Regions from separate parts of the Mus musculus genome. Here region 1 is linked to region 2. A link is a contact called in public HiChIP or PLAC-seq data. All regions are on one chromosome and are shown on one strand. The core of a region is the stretch at or near the end of the contact, and the rest is flanking DNA. Distances in the headings are between cores, read along the strand shown.

The links. HiChIP or PLAC-seq counts read pairs in DNA pulled down with a chosen protein or histone mark.
Region 1: a contact with region 2 is called in an H3K27ac HiChIP or PLAC-seq map of trophoblast stem cells, with 2.0 times the contacts expected there. The contact joins the enhancer-like site here to the promoter of Haspin in region 2. A contact is called at or near these places in 1 of 39 promoter capture datasets (3T3-L1-derived adipocytes), 1 of 484 Hi-C or Micro-C datasets (uterus), 4 of 115 datasets of contacts at active chromatin or transcription factors (embryonic stem cells, extraembryonic endoderm stem cells and trophoblast stem cells) and 2 of 9 other capture datasets (adipose tissue and pancreatic islet).

The regions. Positions count from the first base shown.
Region 1 is chr11:73,254,280-73,259,300 of GRCm38.p6, forward strand. It overlaps Trpv1 (transient receptor potential cation channel, subfamily V, member 1), which reads left to right. Exons shown (of 16, transcript NM_001001445.2): 14 at 1-41; 15 at 490-605. Among named protein-coding and RNA genes, the nearest start is that of Trpv3, 11 kb to the right of the region's middle. Within about 2 kb of position 3,357, at least 12 of the 459 cell types and tissues checked have an H3K27ac peak or open chromatin away from gene starts, as enhancers often do. A contact at or near this core is called in extraembryonic endoderm stem cells and trophoblast stem cells, where this site is marked.
Region 2 is chr11:73,134,855-73,139,733 of GRCm38.p6, forward strand. Haspin (histone H3 associated protein kinase) reads right to left here and starts at 3,440. Exons shown (of 1, transcript NM_010353.2): 1 at 630-3,440. The coding sequence starts at 3,407. The coding sequence ends at 1,143. It overlaps Itgae (integrin alpha E, epithelial-associated), which reads left to right. Exons shown (of 31, transcript NM_008399.3): 27 at 3,601-3,657; 28 at 3,913-4,008.

The DNA.
Region 1 (5,021 bases), core at 2,107-4,606, 120 kb after region 2:
TTCACGCCGGACGGCAAGGATGACTTCCGGTGGTGCTTCAGGTAAGGTCAAAGCAGGAGTCAGAGCTGAGAACTGGTCTCAGTCCTGGACATGGGGGACCCATCTGGAGCCAGATGAGGGTGTAGAGATCAGGCTCAGGGCTCCCTGAGGCTAGACATAGAAATAGGGACTCTCAAGGCCAGCAACAGGTCCAAGGGCCACCATGGGATTCAGCTCTGGGCATGAGATACCAATCTCAGATCTCAGGAGGTAGAACTTCCAACATTAAGCACCGAAAAACTTGAGGTGTCCAAAAAGGACTACCTGGTGAACAGAGTCAAATCCAGGCATCCAGGGTTTAAAATTCTTGGGCCTTGTGGTGTGGTGGGAAATAGGGGGTGTCTATAAAATAAGCCCTGGCTGTCCCTCTGCCTGCTATGTCTTCATCCTAATATGAAGGCTGTCCAGCCTTAGACAGCGGCTTCCCAGAGCCTGTCCCCTCCCCCACAGGGTGGATGAGGTGAACTGGACTACCTGGAACACCAACGTGGGCATCATCAACGAGGACCCAGGCAACTGTGAGGGCGTCAAGCGCACCCTGAGCTTCTCCCTGCGGTCAGGCCGAGGTGAGGTGTGCTGGATGAGCCCATGGCAGGGAGGGGCTTGGCTCTGGGAAGGAGGGGTCTCTACTCCATCTTGACTTTCCTCACATCAGACCTGGGCTGCACAGCAGCAGCAGACACTCGGCCACGCTTAGTGACTGGTATATGCCCTCAAACACATCTGTGTGCCCAAGGAGCACTGCCAGCGGCTCCTCGGACTCACTGCCCATCTGATTTCAGATTCACTTTTGGCTGTTGCATGTTCAGAAACCTGAGAAGATGTAGCCAACATTTTCAAGAACCCCGCCATTCTGTTATGGAACCCCATATGGGGTCACAGTCCACAGTTTCAGAAGCTGGGTGTCAGGCTATGCAGTAGTGTCCCAGAAAGGTTGTAGGGTTTGTTTGTTTTGTCCTTAATTATTTTTTTCTTTCTCAAATGTGATGTCTTTTGGTCTGCCTTCATATTCACTGACTCCTCTTTTCTTTTTTTTTTTTTAGTGAGCTCCCAATTGCTCTGAATTCCATCCAGAGAAATTTGAACTTCAAACTTTAAGCCTTTTGGTTTTAGAGTTTCTATGTTTTTCTGTTGAAGTTTCCATTTCTAAAGATTTATTTATTTATTTTGTGTATATAAACACACTGCTGTCTTCAGACACACCAGGAGTTTTTGGATCTCATTACAGATGGCTGTGAGCCACCATATGGTTGCTGGGAATTGAACTCAGGACCTCTGGAAGAGCGGTCAGTGCTCTTAACCATTGAGCCATCTCTCCAGCTCAAAGTTTCCATTTCTTTGCTGAGAGGTCCTCTAGCCATTCCTATATTAGCAGCACGTTTCCTCTATTTCTTTTTTTTAAAAAGATTTATTTATTTATTTATTTTAATATTTTTTATTATTACGTATTTTCCTCAATTACATTTAGAATGCTATCCCAAAAGTCCCCCATACCATCCCCCCCCACTTCCCTACCCACCCATTCCCATTTTTTGACCCTGGCATTCCCCTGTACTGGGGCATATAAAGTTTGCGTGTCCAATGGGCCTCTCTTTCCAGTGATGGCCGACTAGGCCATCTTTTGATACATATGCAGCTAGAGTCAAGAGCTCCGGGGTACTGGTTAGTTCATAATGTTGTTGCACCTACAGGGTTGCAGATAAAGATTTATTTATTTTATGAGTACACTGTATACTGTAGATGTCTTCAGACACATCAGAAGAGGGCATCAGATCCCATTACAGATGGTTGTGAGCCACCATGTGGTTACTGGGATTTGAACTCAGGACCTCTGGAAAAGCAGTCAGTGCTCTTAACCACTGAGCCACCTCTCCAGCTCTTCCTCTATTTCTTTGAACATATTAATAAGTTACTTTGCACTTCCTGTCAGCTAAGGGGTAGACTGGCTCAGGGGTGGTACTCTCAGCCTGGCAAGGACAAGGCCTTGGAGTCAGCTGTCAAAGCTAATTCCAACATCCGGGCTATCTTGGCATCCATGTCTCTTAACTCCTTTTTTTTTTTTTTTTTTTTATGACAGAGGACCACATTGCCCTGGTTTCCCTTTTAGGCCCAGTGTTTTCAGATTGTGTGCTGGGCATTGTGGATAAGATACTGTGGAACCTGGATTTGGTTATCTTCCCTCAAAGATACTTCAGTACACCTTAATCGTGTACATGTGTAAGTGAGTGTAAGGGTGTCTCTGCATTCTGTCCATGCTCCCTTCTTGCACTCAAGCTTAAGTGTGTCCACCTCACTTCCAACCCCACTGCAGGCATCTCTGCTAAACCTCCTGTACTCTCATCATCAGCAAGCAATGTCTAAATCTCAGCCAAGGACTTGTGGGTAACCACCCAACCCTCAAACCAACCAGTCTCCCAATGTTCTCCTATGCTCTGTTCTACTGATTCTAGCTGTGTCAGCTGCTAGGATAGCTGCTTTCTCTTTAGCTTAGGGGAAATTCCATGCTCTATAGGATGGCTGCTGACTGTACAGTAGTAGGTAAGGCTGTCTCTTAAGCAGAGAGATGGGTGTTCATAGGGCTCCTCTTGTGAATGACGGGCCTCTTAGGGTTTATAGTAGCTCACATCTGTCACATGTGTTCAGGCCTAAACACATCTGCTGAATGGAATTTTGCTCATCTATGGTTGTCATGAGCATGGCAGTCCAGTCCAAGATCGTCTGTTATAATTGGATATGGAAATCTATTTCATCAAAAGCTCACTCAGGGGCTGGCGATGTAGCTTAGTGGTGGTTGAGCACTTGTTTAGCATGTGAGTCCATCTCTAGTACAGAAAAAAAAATAGGCTCACTTTTGGATATCAGTTCCCTGATCTGGAGCTTTGTTAATTTCACATAGGTCCCCTGCAGTTCTGTGACTTTCCTAGGAATGCAATTGGAAAGACTCCCTGGTCACCTTATCACCCTTGCTCACTATCTTTCCTTCAATTTGTTAGGTGTGCTAACACTCTCAGATCTACTCAAAGCTGGCTTTGTGGGTGATCTGAGTGGCTTACCATGATCCTCCTACTTAGTTAGCCTTTGTTGGGTGAGTCTGACACTGGGGAGTTTATTTTAGATGTATTTAAGTGCAGGATCATGGGGTGGGGTACAGTTTCCTGGTGACAGTTATCACAATAAAGCTAAAGGTGTGACTAACACGTGGCCTCTTCCATAAGAATGGGTTTTATAGATTACGTGCATAGGGGAGGATCTGCTGTGGTCTAGGCCAACCTAGAGGTCACCAAGCTATAAAATACAAGTGGCAGCTCCCTTAGGGATGGGTTCTGTTGACTGAGAAACAATGCTCAAGATAAAGGTCTATGGAGGAAGAATCTGGGATAAACATAATAGTCTGGGGAGTTTGGGTGTGGCCTGACTCTACTGATAGCACAGGTCACCAAGGCTGCTACCAACACCCAGCCCAGCCTTCTGGATGGAAAACAGGTATTTATGTGCTCTGCTGAGGAGACAGCCCTGAGTGTTTAACATTTCTGCTTTCCCTGGAGCTCATCTGTGAGCACGAGGACCTTATGGCTCTCTACCCTGTACCTCTCAGTGAACTGCTGTCCAGTTAGAGCGGCCATTTGGAACAGAAGCGGGGGGGGGGGGGTGCCGCATTAGACTTTACACATTCACTACTTGCTTTCTCACTTTTGTGACAGTAGAAACTCTAGTGATGATAGCCAGATACTTTAGATAACGGGGACCCCTTCTCACCAAGATGCCTGCGCTAGGAAGATGTGGGAGAATTCAGGGGAGAAAGGCCAGGGAAGGAAGGTGGGAACTGGAAGGACTAGGAAGTGTGTGGGAGCTTCAGTGAATGGCTTCTCTACTGGTATAACAAGTCGAACTGAGCTGAACTTATAGTTCGTTGTGGGTAGCTCTCAGGCAGGTTCACTGACCTCACAGGAGGGGGTCAGTGGAATCACAAGGCTGGGCTGAGGCAAGGCTTCCTAAAGGGGTGTGGGTAGATCTTCAATGTGATGGTGGGGGTACAAATAAGGTTATATTATAACCTTATTTTGTGATTTTAGGGCCCTGTAGGTGGGACTTAGAACCAGTGGTCAGTTTTGAGAATCCTGAACTAGGAGCTGGCTTTGTCCAGCGTTTTGTGTGGGCTTTTGAAAGCGAGGGCTCCTGATCAGAAGAGAAGGGTGGGGATCTCTTGGCCCAGGCCATCTTGCCTTTGTTCCAAACCCTCTGGCCTAACACTTGGTATTAGAATATGATGGATGGTGATGGGAACCTCAGCTACCTCTGGAGACCCTGGAACTGGCTAGGTCAACAGTTCCCAAACTGGGTGTCTCTACTTCCTAGCCAATTAGTCCAGATCTCAACAGGCAGTGGTAACTGAGTCTTCCTTAAGAGCTCCCTGGAACTTTAGGTCATGCCAAAGTTCTTATTTGAAGCCCAGTGTCACCATGTCTCCCTTGGCATTTTCTTCTATGCCCTGGTGGGGCCTTGACTCTAAGTCTTGATGTTTTTTGGCTGCTGTTCATCACTTTAGGATTGCCCAATGTGGAGTTGTGTTGCAGAAATCTCTTTACCCTCTCATTTGGGCAGAGAGGCAATAAAGCCTGAAGCAGGTGTGAGATAGACTCATGAATTATCAGGTTTACCAGGGCCTGGGGGAGAAAGGAAGTATAAACTGGGTGAATGAGCTCAACTGTCAAAGAAGAGGAAATTTCATGGGTCTAAGAGCCTGGAGATTTATTTATTTTTATTCCAGACAGGGTCTCACTATGTAGCCCTGGCTGTCCTGGAACTTACTATGTAGACCAGGTAGCTTTGAACTCACAGAGATCCATCTGTCTTAGCTTCTTGAGTGCTGGGAGTAAAGGTGTGTGCCACTACACCTGGCTAAGATTTTTCTTAAAAGATAGGTTTTGAAATGAAAATATAATAACTTTATTTTCCTCTTCCCAACTTCTACCCATGTCCCT
Region 2 (4,879 bases), core at 2,190-4,689:
TACAACAAGGGCTGAAAAATAACTCAGTAAAGCACTGACCTTACAAGCACAAAGCCTAGAGTTTGAGTTTCAGAATCCATATAAAGTGCTGGCTGTGGTGGTACGGGCTTGGAATTTCATTGCTAGGGGAGGAAGGATCCTAGAAACCTAGTTTAACTGGTAAATTCCAGGACAACCAATGACTCTGTCTCAGTGGTGGATGGCATTCCTGAGGATGACACCGAAGGTGTCCTCTGATCTCTTCTTGTCTCCCTGCCCACCAACCTGTACCAGCACACAAACCAATGTGCATTTAATTTTAAAAACAAAAGCCAGCCAGGCAATGGTGACTCACCCCTTTAATCCCAGCACACAGGAGGCAGAGGCAGGTGGATCTCTGTGAATTCAGAGGCCAGCCTGGTCTACAGAGTGAGTTCTTGGAGAGCCAGAGCTATACAGAGACTCTGTCTCAAAAAACCAACCAACCAACCAAAAAAACAAAACAAAAACCAAGATAAGCTTTAGAAGAAAAAACAAGGCTAATTATGGGAAAATATTAGGAGAAACAGTCGGAAGGAAATTAGACATTAAGATTTTAAAGCAGAATCGTAATTCCCTTTCTTTGATGAAAATAAGCCAAATCTCAAACATGAGAGCCACAGAGACATTTATTTTCCTGTTGAAATTCTATAAATTCTGCTCCTGTGATTGGGGAGTGAACCGGATAAACATTTTCCATACTTTCTCTTGGTTTTGACTCTCTAGTCTCTTGCTCTCTGCTCTGCATCTTGACAACAGCATCAAGAGCAGTAAGGACCACAGCTGAGGCTTGGTTTTGCTCATCCTACACCAAGTATCAAGGCTCAAAAACCAGCAACATCAGACTTGTAGACTCTGCTGACAGGACGAGGACTTAAAGATGTGTCCACTTGTCCTCTGTCTAGTTTATTTTTTTTTTTAAAAAAGAGGAACATTTGTTAAAAGCAAGTTTAATCATGTCAACAAATGTTTTGGTTACCTTTTGAAAAACACAGTTCTCTTTTAAGAAGCTGACAGGAACTCTTAAGGATGTGCTTTCACCTCCATCTGGCTCTAGTGGCAGAGATTAGTACCAGAGGCCTAAAAGTGTACTTAAAGAGGCTCTGAAAGTCTAAGTTCCTGGCTTACCTAAATAGACTGTGTTGGCAGAGCAGGTCCGTGGCAGAGCTGAAACTCAGTACAGTCCTGTGGAAATGTTGCAGGTTTTTCCTTATTTGCTTCATGGCTGCGCTCTGGCATTTAGTCTTAAATTTCATCTTATTCAGAATCTTGTCTGTGAGGTAATGCAGCCACAGCACATTATTGTAAGGGTGATACTCACCCCAGCAGTTTTTGTTCTCCTTCCTCATGAGCCTGTAGATCTCAAACTGGTAGTCACCCTCACCTGTAAATAGGTCCTCTTCAGCGGAGATATCACAGAAAACCACAATCCCATCCCGCTCCAAGCGGGACAGGGTGTAGTCAATGATGTTGACCTGTAGCCCATGGGTGGGAATGGTGCTCGTTTTCCCATTGAGGGTGTAGCGGAGTTCTTTGAGGTTGGTTTTCTTTAAGAGCACATTTCCCCAGTGTAAGTCCCGGTGCTCAAAGTGCAGGGATGCTTCTGCCACAGCCAGAGATGCAGTGATCTGGTGGAGAATGCTCTTTGCAGTCGCCACAGAGGACAGCTTGGTTTTCATTCGCTCCAAGTCAACCCCACCAAACTCAAATTCCAGGATAATAAAGAGCTGGTCTTCCTGGAAAAAGTCAGGCCGGTCATTGGCAGATCTTTTGGTTGTGTTATAGTGATCCCAGGCTTTCAGCAGCAAGGGAGGGTAAAGCCCTTGAACACAGTGTACTGAGTTCAGCCCAATAAAGCCTTCTGTGCGGTTGTAGGCCTCACTAGACAAGAGACTCAGCTCTTTGGAGATAATGATCTCCGGCAGGATTTCCTCAAAGGTTTTCTGGTGGGACCCATTGACTAAATCTAACCCTTCAATAGCAATGATTTTTAGGGCTACAGGTGCTTGGTCGTTAATTATCTGAAACACTTCTCCAAACACTCCTTCCCCAATCTTCTCACACCGTTCCAGTTTTTCCGTGGAAAGGCAATCACTAAAGGGGATGGGCCCTTCCTGATTACACTCCCCATAAACCTTTTCAGCATAAGATGGCCTTTGGTCTGTGACATGCAGGGTCTTTAAGGGACTTAGCAAATACACAGAAGAGCATCGAGAAGAAACAGTAAGGTGTGCTCTGTTCTTGATAGGAGGGGTCGAACATTCAGACAGGAGGGACCTGGAGGAAGAACTGGCAACAGAACTGCATACCTCTATCACACTGGTTATAATTTTCTTCTTGTGGAAACCGAAGGAGGCTCTGGTTTTGGTCCAAGAATCCCTCTGGCTAGTATTCAAGTTCCATAAGGAGACTGACGCTTTCCTTTTCTTCTTAGATTGGTGGTAGTGGCGGGGAGGGGTTCCCGTTGCTTCTTGCTGTTTCCTCTTCCGGAGTGGCCCAGTTCTCTTAGGCCTGCTGATTTCCCCTGGTACACGAAGGTCTTTGCAAGCACTGGACTCCTCATAGTCTCTCTGGTCGACTCCTTGGGACACAACCTTTTTACACGCGGCCTTTCTCTTTCCCGGGCTTGTCAGATCAGGGTCCGTTAGTCTGTTTCCCATCTGCTGTCTTCTTTCACAACACGATTCCTTCACATTCTCCCCATCTGTCCCAAACTTGTTCTCTTCTGTGGCCCCTGAGTTCACAAGGCTAAAGAGAGATGACCTGAAGCTGGCTTCGGCTCGGAGGGCCCTCCCGGTGTACCTGTCACCGGTTGCTGCCACCTGGGGGCAGGGCACAGACGGTTCACTTAGGGAGGCTGCCGGCAAGTGGAAGCTCCCGGGGACTGCAGAGTCAGCATACAAAGGGTCGGGGGCTCCGGGCGAGGCCGGAGAGCTGAAGAGGGAGGCACTGGTGCCCAGCTCGTTGCTGTCCCTGGACTGGATGCACACACTGTGGTCCGACCCGAGGCAGCCCGGGCTGCAGTTGGGGAAAGGTGGCGGTCGCAGCCGGCTGCACGGGGTGCTGCACTTCTGCGGGAGCCGAGGTCGCAGCCTTTGGACTCTTGGAGTGTTTGTCAGGGTCCGCTGGTTCCGGGAGCCGCTGCCCCGAGGACGCCTCCGCCGCTGGCCCACGAGGCTGCCGGGGAAGTCGGGGTCGTCCGGGTCGTCGGAAGCGACAGCCGGCGACTCGTTACTGTCGCTGAGGCTGCTGCTGAAGGCGCGCTTCAGGTTCGGCGGCTGGAACCATTGCTCAGCCAGCCCGCCAGGCTGCCGCTGCGACCCCCGGACGCCCCTCGCCGCGTACGTTCGAAAGAGCCGGGTACCCGACCGCGGGTGAGCCTGTGCCATAGCGAGCGCCCGCCCGGCGTTTCAAACAGAAACACCGCGAGACTGCGGCGAGCGCGCGAGCGCCCGTCGGCCCGCTGGGTCCTAGCGCCGGCCCTCGGCTGCGCAGCCTGCCTGACCTCCCGGAAGCCGGCAGGGGGCAGATGCCTAGCGGGACTTGGAGCTCAGGGTGGCTCAGCAAAGGCTCTCTTTTCAGGACCACACTGAGTGCACCCAGAGTCAAGAGCCTGCGTGTGGAAGCGATCCTGTGCAGGTGAGCGAAGTCGTCTCAAGAGCCCGAGAGAGGGATGTGGAGAGCCTCTTGAGAGGGTGACTGCTTCTGCAGTGTTCTTTCTGAGACTTTCAGCCTCTCTGGTCCTGTTTGCCAGGATAACTGACACTTGGCTTGGGCGAAGGGGACTTGCTCAAATGTCTGCTCTGGGACCTTGGATGCCCTATCTTAGATATTCAGATTTTCAATCCTAAAACACGAAAAGGGAGTAAGCAGACTCACCTTTTGCTTTTGCAGCATGTAAAAGAATGGCATTCAGTGGTCTGTGCTATCACATCTAATAAAGAAAATGTAACCGTGGCCGCAGAGATCTCCGTGGGCCACACTAAGCAGGTACTTGAGACTGAGAGACTGCAGATTGGGTCGTCCAATCCTAGAGGACCTATCCTCTAAGAAAGGATAATAGCATCTGAAAGGTGCCGTTCAAAATAGATCATTTGATTGGCCTGTCTCAAACAGCTCTTAGCAAGTTACTTAGTAGGGATTTTAATCTTTTTCCATACTAAGACATGTTGGAATGACCTGTGATTACCTCTTTGTTTCATCCCCAAGTGTATCCCAGCAGCAAACCCTGCCATCCCACCTTCAGAATACATATGAAATCACTTCTCTCTGTCTCTATTGATGTGGCTGTAATTTAGGTCACCGTCTCTGGCCTGTTGCATAACCTTGGACATGCCCTCTTTGTCTTGGCTTCCCCCCTAACCAGTACAAATAGTTCTTCAAGAGCTGGAGGGCCAGGCGTGGTGGCACACACCTTTAATCCCAGCACTCAGGAGGCAGAGGCAGGCGGATTTCTGAGTTCAAGGCCAGCCTGGTCTTCAAAGTGAGTTCCAGGATAGCCAGGGCTATTACAGAGAAACCCTGTCTCGAAAAAAACCAAAAAAAAAAAAAAAAAAAAGAGCTGGAGAGGTGGCTCAGCAGTTCAGAGCATGCGCTCTTACAGAGGATATGTTGCTTCGGCTCCTAGCACTCAAGTTGGGCAGCTCACAACTACTTGGGACTCCAGCTGTTGGAGGATCTAACTTCCTCTCTTGGTCTCCATGCATATGTGCACATACATGCACACTTATTTTTTCTAAATTGTATACAAGAAGTACGCTGTAGCTATCTTCAGACACACCAGAAGAAGGCATCGGATCCCATTACAGATGGTTGTGAGCCACCATGTGGTTGCTGGGAATTGAACTCAGGACCACTGGAA